Linked DNA regions of Triticum aestivum: region 1 is linked to region 2. A link is a contact called in public Hi-C data. All regions are on one chromosome and are shown on one strand. The core of a region is the stretch at or near the end of the contact, and the rest is flanking DNA. Distances in the headings are between cores, read along the strand shown.

Region 1 (4,054 bases), core at 652-3,151, 530 kb after region 2:
CACTATCTCCGGCACGGCGGCGCCGTAGCCAGCTTCCGAGAACTTCCTCACGATCGCCTCGTAGTCTGTCTCCCACGGGTTCGCCGACGCCTGGTCGAACTCCATGTCGCTGAACACGAACACCCGCCGCACCATCTTCTCCGCCGGCAGGCCGGCGTCCACGGCCACCTCCAGGATCTTGTCGAACACTGCCTGGAAGTCGGTGTTCATACCCCAATCCATGTTCCGGACGAAGTCAGTCTTTTCGGAAAGGGTGTCGCCCTTGATCATGTGGATGTTCGGTTGCTCGCTGAAGGTGATCACGCGGCCGCGCCACGGGTCGTCGGTGAGCTCGGACACGAGGATGCCAAGCGCGATGCAGACGTCCATGGGCAGGCCGGACATGCTTCCGGACACGTCGCACACGGCCACGCAGCTGTTGAGCTTGCCGAGGGCGCGCATGTCGTCAACCATGCGCTGCCACTGCAGGTCGGCCACTCCGCCGTCGTCCCCATCCTCGCCGAGGGACTCGATGATTTGGTGTGGGAGCAGCGCGCCCGCGGCGATCCGCTTCTTGCCGGACTTGACATCGGCAAGGTATGCGTTGAAGCGCTCGGCGTCGTGCTTGAGGAAGAGGTCCTTGTAGTTCTTCATGGCCACGGAGGCCACGCGCGTGTACACCACGGACTCCCAGGCGCGCGCCGAGATGAACACCTCAGGGAGCTTAAGTGCCGCGCGGAGCGGCACGATGGCGGCTCTGCGGAGGCGCTCGCGGGCGCGGTACGCGTAGTGCGCGTCCGGGAGGTCGTCGCCGAGCTCCGACGACGATCCCCTGGGAAAGAGCCGCCGCGCGATGGCCTCGCAGAGGAGGGTGGAGCGGTCATAGGACGAGTCCAGCGACGGGCACCACTTGGCCGCGAGCGAGAAATCCTTGACATTGCCGACAGACAGCTTGCGCATGTCCTCCGCGAGGAGCTCGGCGAACAGGTCGGCCGTGCGGTCGTGCAGGGACCGGTACGTGGAGTCGCGGCTGTACATCTCCAACGCCCTCGCCGCGGCCTCCGCCCTCTTGGCCCGGCGGGACACCGCGGCCGCGGCCGCGAGCTCCCGGTCACGCTCCAGGCTGGCCGCGACGCGCTCCTCCGACGCGCCGTCGGGCGGCGCGGGCGCGTGGTCCTCGCTGCGTAGCTTGAGGCCGCTCGAGCCGCCGCTCCAGCGGCCTCTGCCCCGCCCGCGGCCGCCGCGGCGTACGAATCCTCCGCCCTCGGCTTCGAGGCGGGCCTTCTTGCCGGGGGTCCTGGTGGACTTGCCGCCGTGCACGATGCGGTGGAGCAGCTCGGGCAGGTCCTTGAGGTAGCCGAAGGCGGCGACGGAGGCGGCGTTGCGCGCGAGCGTGGCCGGGTGGCGGGCGTGGAGCCAGAGCGCGGCGGCGTAGAAGCCCTCGCGGTCGGACTTGCCGGACCCCCGCACGCCGCGGAGGTTAGCGACGAGGCGGAGCGCGGTGACCGGGTCGGCGGCCCAGGCGGCGGCGAGCAGCGAGGCGACGGAGGCGGCCGGCGTGCCGGGCACCACGTGGAAGAAGAAGTCGAGGCAGGGGTCCCCCGAGGACACGAACGTCGGCGAGGAGTTCTCCGTCAGCGCCTTCCCCGCCCCGACCGTCGCCTTGTTGAAGCTGGCGTCCAGCAGGTCCACGAACGCGTCGCCCGTTGGCGCGGCCGCGCCCACTGCGGTCGCGGCCTCCGGCGGGCCGACCAGGGCGGAGGCGGCGGTCGCGGCCATGGGAATCGGCGGAGTTTCTCAAGTAGTCGCTCACTCGGCCCTTCTCTCTTCTGCGAGCTCGGGCTTGGAATTGGGTTTTAGGGCTTGGGGTCGGGCTCGTCGGGCGGGCTTTGCTTGTGTGGAAATGGAGGATGGTGGCGAGTGGAGTTATATGCAGCGGGCAGCAGGTTCCGTGGCAGGCAAGGATGGGGTTAAGGTCGGTTTGATCGATGAACCGACTAGAACTTGCCTCTCGTGTTCCTCGTTGCGGAGTTTGGTTTTGTTTTTTCGGTAGTGGCCACGTCGCCGCGTGACTCATGGCCCGGCCAACTGTATGCATCACTTCTTTTGGGACGAGTCGTTTGACCGTCGGCGCAGTTCAGACGAGAATTAATAGAGAGCCTTTTTATCGTGAGCTCCACTCCGAGGTGCTAAAATGGCATTTAGACAATGAATGCGTATACACCCAAAGTAAATTTCCATTAAGAAAGTCTTATTGTAATATCAGTATATAGATGGTCGTAAGAAAAGTATATGGATAAACCCATGGACATATGAACCCACTTTGGGGAACTCATTTCTAAATACCCAAAAAATCTGAAAAAAATAATCACACATACATCTTCATATTCTATGTGCGCGTGAAAAGTTTCGTGAAGAGACAACCTTTTCTTTGGCTGTGCAAAAAAAGACAAAAAAATGTGTAGTGAAACACTATTTGGAAGCACTGAAACTTATCTTTTTTGCGGAGGCAAAATAAAAAGAGATTTGGAAAAAAAACTTTGCGCCGCACACCCATGTTGCAAAGATGTATGCGTGAAATTTTATTCGAATTTTTTGACATTTTAAAACACGTTTGAAAACCATTTTTTCATATGCCCATTGTTTCAGGACGTCCCCACTAATGGTCGCAGTGCAAATAGATTATCTTTGCCAGCGCCGGCACGCTTGAATTGCTTCTTAGTACATGTTCAAGAGGAATTGTTTGCAAAAGCATAGCTGCTCAAGAGGAAATAGTGTTGGGAACAGCACTACACAGGGAGAAAACAAGGTGGAAGAATGTCACTATATTATTCAGTCTCCTTGAACGAACCAAGATGATAATAACATCAGTGGCCGGGTCATATTTACAGAGGAATCCGAGCATTATGTACACAAGGCAGCAAGCAAACGCAGACGAAGCAACTGAGCAAAGCCATAAATAAACTTTAAACAAGTGGCTGTATATTTACAATTGAGGTTTTCTTTCTCCCTTCATTTCAGCAGCCATGGCTAGGCAGGATCAGGAAGGCGTTCTTGCTTCAACGAGCAGTGGCAGCAGTGTCAGGCAGCATCGCCACCGTCACCACGAAGTACTCGCGGCCTGCCGGCAGGCCGTAGGGGTTGCTGTTCGGCGCAGACCGCCGATGGGCGCCAGGGCGCGGCGAGGCTTCGTTCTGGTCAGTGTGCTTTACCGCGCGCCGCTCAATGTGCACGATCTGGCCGATTATGTAGGCGGGCTGCCGAGGAAGGTGGGGCTCCGTGAACAGGGCCACCGACTCCTCAGAGAGGTAGTAGTTTGACCGGCTCCGGTTGATTGCCTCGTAGTGCCCAGCAGGGTTCCGGACAAACACCGCAAGCTCATGGACGTCGAAATGGCCAACCGATATCTTCTCCTTGCTGGCCTGTTGAAACAGTTTAGAAACACACGGTACAACTTACTTTCTCATTACCGCAAATTAACAGTACAAGAGATTAACGCAAACAAATTCAATCAGGTCCAACTTTATAATAGATTTCAAATCCACAGCATGCCTGTTAATACTCACTCATGTTCACGAGTCATGTTATGTCATTACTTTTGGGTAGTTCATTATTTTACCAAATTCAAGGTTTGTCTGATTTTTTATGAGTATCTTACCAACGAAAATATTCACATCCTATGGTTAGAGAAGCTGAATTCCATACCTGTTTTTCCAGTTGAAATTTACTATATAGATTGTTGACCAGTGTTTTCTTCTCCTCCAACTCTTTTATAAGAATCCCATGTGCTGCTTCCACCCTTGAGTAGCGTTCTATCAGCTCCTCACTCTGCCGTGACAGGAAACTAACCTTGTCTGCAAGGATCTTAATGCATTGCTGGAACTGAGTGGTAGAATCAGCTTCATCCTTCTTTACAGAACTGGAACAAAACAAGCCATTACAAAGGGGTCAGCAAGTACAGAACAACACTTAGATATCTCTTTCAGTAGGAAAAAGGATCAAAACCAAGGACATTAAAAACAAACATGTCTCTAGGTTAGTAACTAGTAACATAAAAATTGGCAAAAATAGCTAA
Region 2 (3,686 bases), core at 1,011-3,510:
AAGTGTACTTAGAATGACCTCATTTGAAAGCCCTTGTTAACTGAAACACGAATATGAAAATGAAACTTAATTTAAACTTTTGACACAAAAGATATGAAAGCTTCAAGGTCAAAAGCCAAAAAAAGGATTACGTGTCCCCGCACCTGTGTGCTACAAAATTGCTCCGTCCAAATTACCTGAAAATGATTTGCATGAACCAAAAAACATAATCTATATTTCTTGCATGAATGGTTAGATGGAAATGATGTGGATTAGGCGTCTTCATAAACGCAAATAGAGGCGGGAATCATTCTTAATTGTGCATTAAAAAGGGAAATATTTACATACGGTCGACTGGCCGAACGCTCGGCCGGTCTCGCATGCACTCTCACCTCGCGTCAGGGCCCTACGCGTCTAGAAACAACTTTTCCTTCTTTATCTTCTTTCTTCACCATCTGCATCTCATCTTTGTCCTTGCTACTATCTCCCTTTTTCTTCTCCTGCGCCATGCTTTTTTCTCCTCTCCGCAGCAAACCACGACAAGGAGCGCCCCAAATAGATCATCGTGCGGGGTTGCCTTGCTGCTGCAATCTCCATGGCCGGATTCATCTACAGGGCGAAGGCCATGGCCGAATTCGAGCCGTCCAGGGGCGTTGAAGCCATGAACGTAAGGAAGGTTTTTTTTTGCAGCATGGACGAGCTGCTAACGACGTCAACGGGGAGGTTTGCTAGGGGAGCCTGCAAAAGCTACATCCGGCCATGGAGGTGCTGGGACCAGCCTTGCGGTTTGCTAGAAACGGCCACCGCGGGTGCTGGAACACCCACCACTTGGTGCTACCATCTGTCCCAGCTGGTGTTGGAATTGGCAAACACCGGTGCTGGAACCGGCCACTATGGCTGCTACAACCTGCCATCACAAATGCTGGAACCGGCCACCATGGGTGCTACAAGCTGCTGGCGTCAGTGCTGGAACCTGCAACATGAGGAGCTACAACCGGCAATTTTGTTTGCTACCAACGACACCGGCAGATGCTGGAACGGGCCGACTGTTTTGCTACAACTGGCACGAGGCACTGCCACGACGGCGAACTGCGATGCAGAGTTTGCTGCAACCAACAAACTAGAAGCTGGGACCGACGAATTTTTTTGCTACATCCGTGGGGTGGAGCTAGGGTGACGACAGGGGATGGCGTCGCGATTGCTGCAACCAGCAACCGTAAAAGCTACGACCAGCGATATTTTTTGCCACAATGGCGATGATGGGGGCTGCCACTGTCCACGGTAGCAGCTGCAAACAGCCATGGCCGAGCCTCGTCCAGTCGTCGGCGGGGTGTTGCGGGGGGGTCAAAACGAGGAGGGAGATGGAAGGCGGGGGCAGCGGCGCCCAGGATCCGACGAGCTGGGGCGGCGGCTCTCTGCAGGACCCCTGCGCGGGAGGAGAGATAAGAGGCGAATGGGAGACAAAAAAAATTGCTCCGATCGAACGCATCCAACGGCGCGGGGGCGGCGCGCCCGTGCATAGTACTCGCCCATTAAAAATTAGAATCACAAAGTCTGGCCGTGGACCTCAATCACTATAAGGCAATGCAATGAAACATTGGAAATCTGCTTGTTTCAAAAAAGACAAAAGAAAAGGAAATATGTGGGATCATGCTTAGCTGGTTACAATATTTTTGTTGATAGCTTACCAAGCTGACCACTTGATGGGATCATGCTTAGCTGGTCACCCATAAATTAACCAAGCAGTTAATTATGCCTCTAAATAATTAGTAGTAGTAGGAATTTTTTGCCAACCATATTTCTTTAATGGCAGAGATTTGCTTCGAAACAAACCATAAGTTACCGTTTTACATGTATCCTGAATAATTAGTCATCAACGTTGTCACAACATAGTCGGCATCACCACGGCCAAGGACAACCGGTCGCACGCCATCACTCTTCACATGTTATTTCATTCCATAGCAATGCACGACGGGTATTTGGCTAGTTAGAGAAAAGAGGGCCTCTTCCTCCCGCAAAAGAATTTGGCACGAGTGGTGAGCTATCTGAAAAACAATAAACAGTAGCTGTGCTGCCGTGGTCGCCGCGTCGAGGTCCACGGTGTCCACGTGCGCGTGGCGTGTCGGGTGAGGCCGCGCCGCCCGTGTACAGCGTCGTGCGTGCCATGGCAATGGATCAGACCGGGCCGGCCATCAACATCCCCGACCGACTTTTTTCAAGGAATAAGATCCCAGGATATCCACCTTCCATTCCACGTGCCTTTTTTTGATTTGATTGTAGGGGTGGAGCCGTGATAAGAGGAGGAGAAGGAGGAAGAGGAGGAGGAGGAAGCGGGCCAGCTCTTTGTCCCCTGCTGTTCCTGCTCTTGCTCTGAAAAGAAAGAACCCACGCTCAAGCGTCTGCTGGACACGTCAAAAAAAGAAAAGAAAAAAGAATCATCTGCCGGAGGAGCGAGCGGGGATCGGAGGGGGCCGGGAGCAGCTGGGATCGGGATCCTCTCTCTTCCTTGCATTGATGGCTTCCCTGGGCTTGCCCGGACCCTCCTCCTACCACGACCTCTGCTGCTACGGGGCAGGAATCGCAGGTCAGCACCACCGCCATTCCCTTTGCTCTGCTTCTTAGGCTCTGCCGTCGTGGAGCAGGCGGCCAGATTCGGTCCGGCCAGTTCTTGACCGCCGTCTTCTCTTGATCTTCTTCCAGGGAACATCTTTGCCTTTGTGCTCTTCATCTCCCCGCTGTAAGTCCGCCCCCGTTTACATTTCAACCCGATTTCTTCTTGGCTCGGCTCGAATTGCTTCAAGACGCTGCTGCTGATCTGATCGATCTCTGCCGATCTCAGCCCAACATTCAGGAGGATCGTCCGGAATGGGTCGACGGAGCAGTTCTCGGCCACGCCCTACATCTACTCGCTCCTCAACTGCCTCGTCTGCATGTGGTACGCCCTCCCCTTCGTCTCCTACGGCGTCGTCCTGGTCGCCACCGTCAACACCATCGGCGCCGCCTTCCAGCTTGCCTACACCGCCGTCTTCATCGCCTACGCCGACGCCAAGAAAAGGGTGGGCACCCTACCCACCGCTTGTCCTTCGCTGCCTTGCCTGCATCTATAAGTTTGACTGATGTGGTTACTTTCTTGCTGCAGCTCAAGGTGTCCGTGCTGCTGGCAGGGGTGTTCTGTGTGTTCGGCCTGATTGTGTATGTCAGTATGGCGCTGTTTGATCACAAGCCTCGGCGAACATTCGTCGGCTATCTCAGCGTGGCGTCCCTCATATTCATGTTCGCATCCCCTCTGTCCATCATTGTGAGTCCTGAAATATTTATTTCCTGCTTTATAACTAACTCAAACCTGTATTCCATAGCCACATCTTCTGGTGTATAATTGGTCCTTCATAGGTTTGATGGGTTTGGCGTTGTTGATCTCATCTGACCATGTTTGTTATCTGAAATGTATAGTCCTGTAAATGAACTTTCCTCTTGTGTTTGACAGAATTTGGTGATCAGGACCAAGAGTGTGGAGTACATGCCCTTTTATTTGTCGCTATCGATGTCCCTGATGAGCATGTCGTTTTTCGCATACGGGGTGCTTCTGGATGACTTCTTCATATACGTAAGATATAGTTTTCTATTGCTGATCAGGGATTTTGCTTGGAGGGTTGCCTAACATCATGTCTGTTTGGCCCTTCTTTCTTGTTCGTTTGCCAATTACAGGT

The links. Hi-C and Micro-C count contacts between places; a contact is called where the count stands out from the background.
Region 1: a contact with region 2 is called in a Hi-C map of leaf, with 6 times the contacts expected there. The contact joins the promoter of LOC123136559 here to the promoter of LOC123136558 in region 2. A contact is called at or near these places in 2 of 5 Hi-C or Micro-C datasets (both in leaf).

What each region holds. Positions count from the first base shown.
Region 1 is chr6B:200,567,146-200,571,199 of IWGSC CS RefSeq v2.1, forward strand. It overlaps LOC123136559, which reads right to left and starts at 1,902. Exons shown (of 1, transcript XM_044555964.1): 1 at 1-1,902. The coding sequence starts at 1,758. LOC123136560 (autophagy-related protein 11) reads right to left here. Exons shown (of 5, transcript XM_044555965.1): 4 at 3,685-3,898; 5 at 2,790-3,401. The coding sequence ends at 3,039.
Region 2 is chr6B:200,034,328-200,038,013 of IWGSC CS RefSeq v2.1, forward strand. It overlaps LOC123136558 (bidirectional sugar transporter SWEET2a), which reads left to right and starts at 2,261. Exons shown (of 7, transcript XM_044555963.1): 1 at 2,261-2,563; 2 at 2,680-2,716; 3 at 2,819-3,035; 4 at 3,119-3,277; 5 at 3,464-3,583; 6 at 3,685-3,686. The coding sequence starts at 2,494.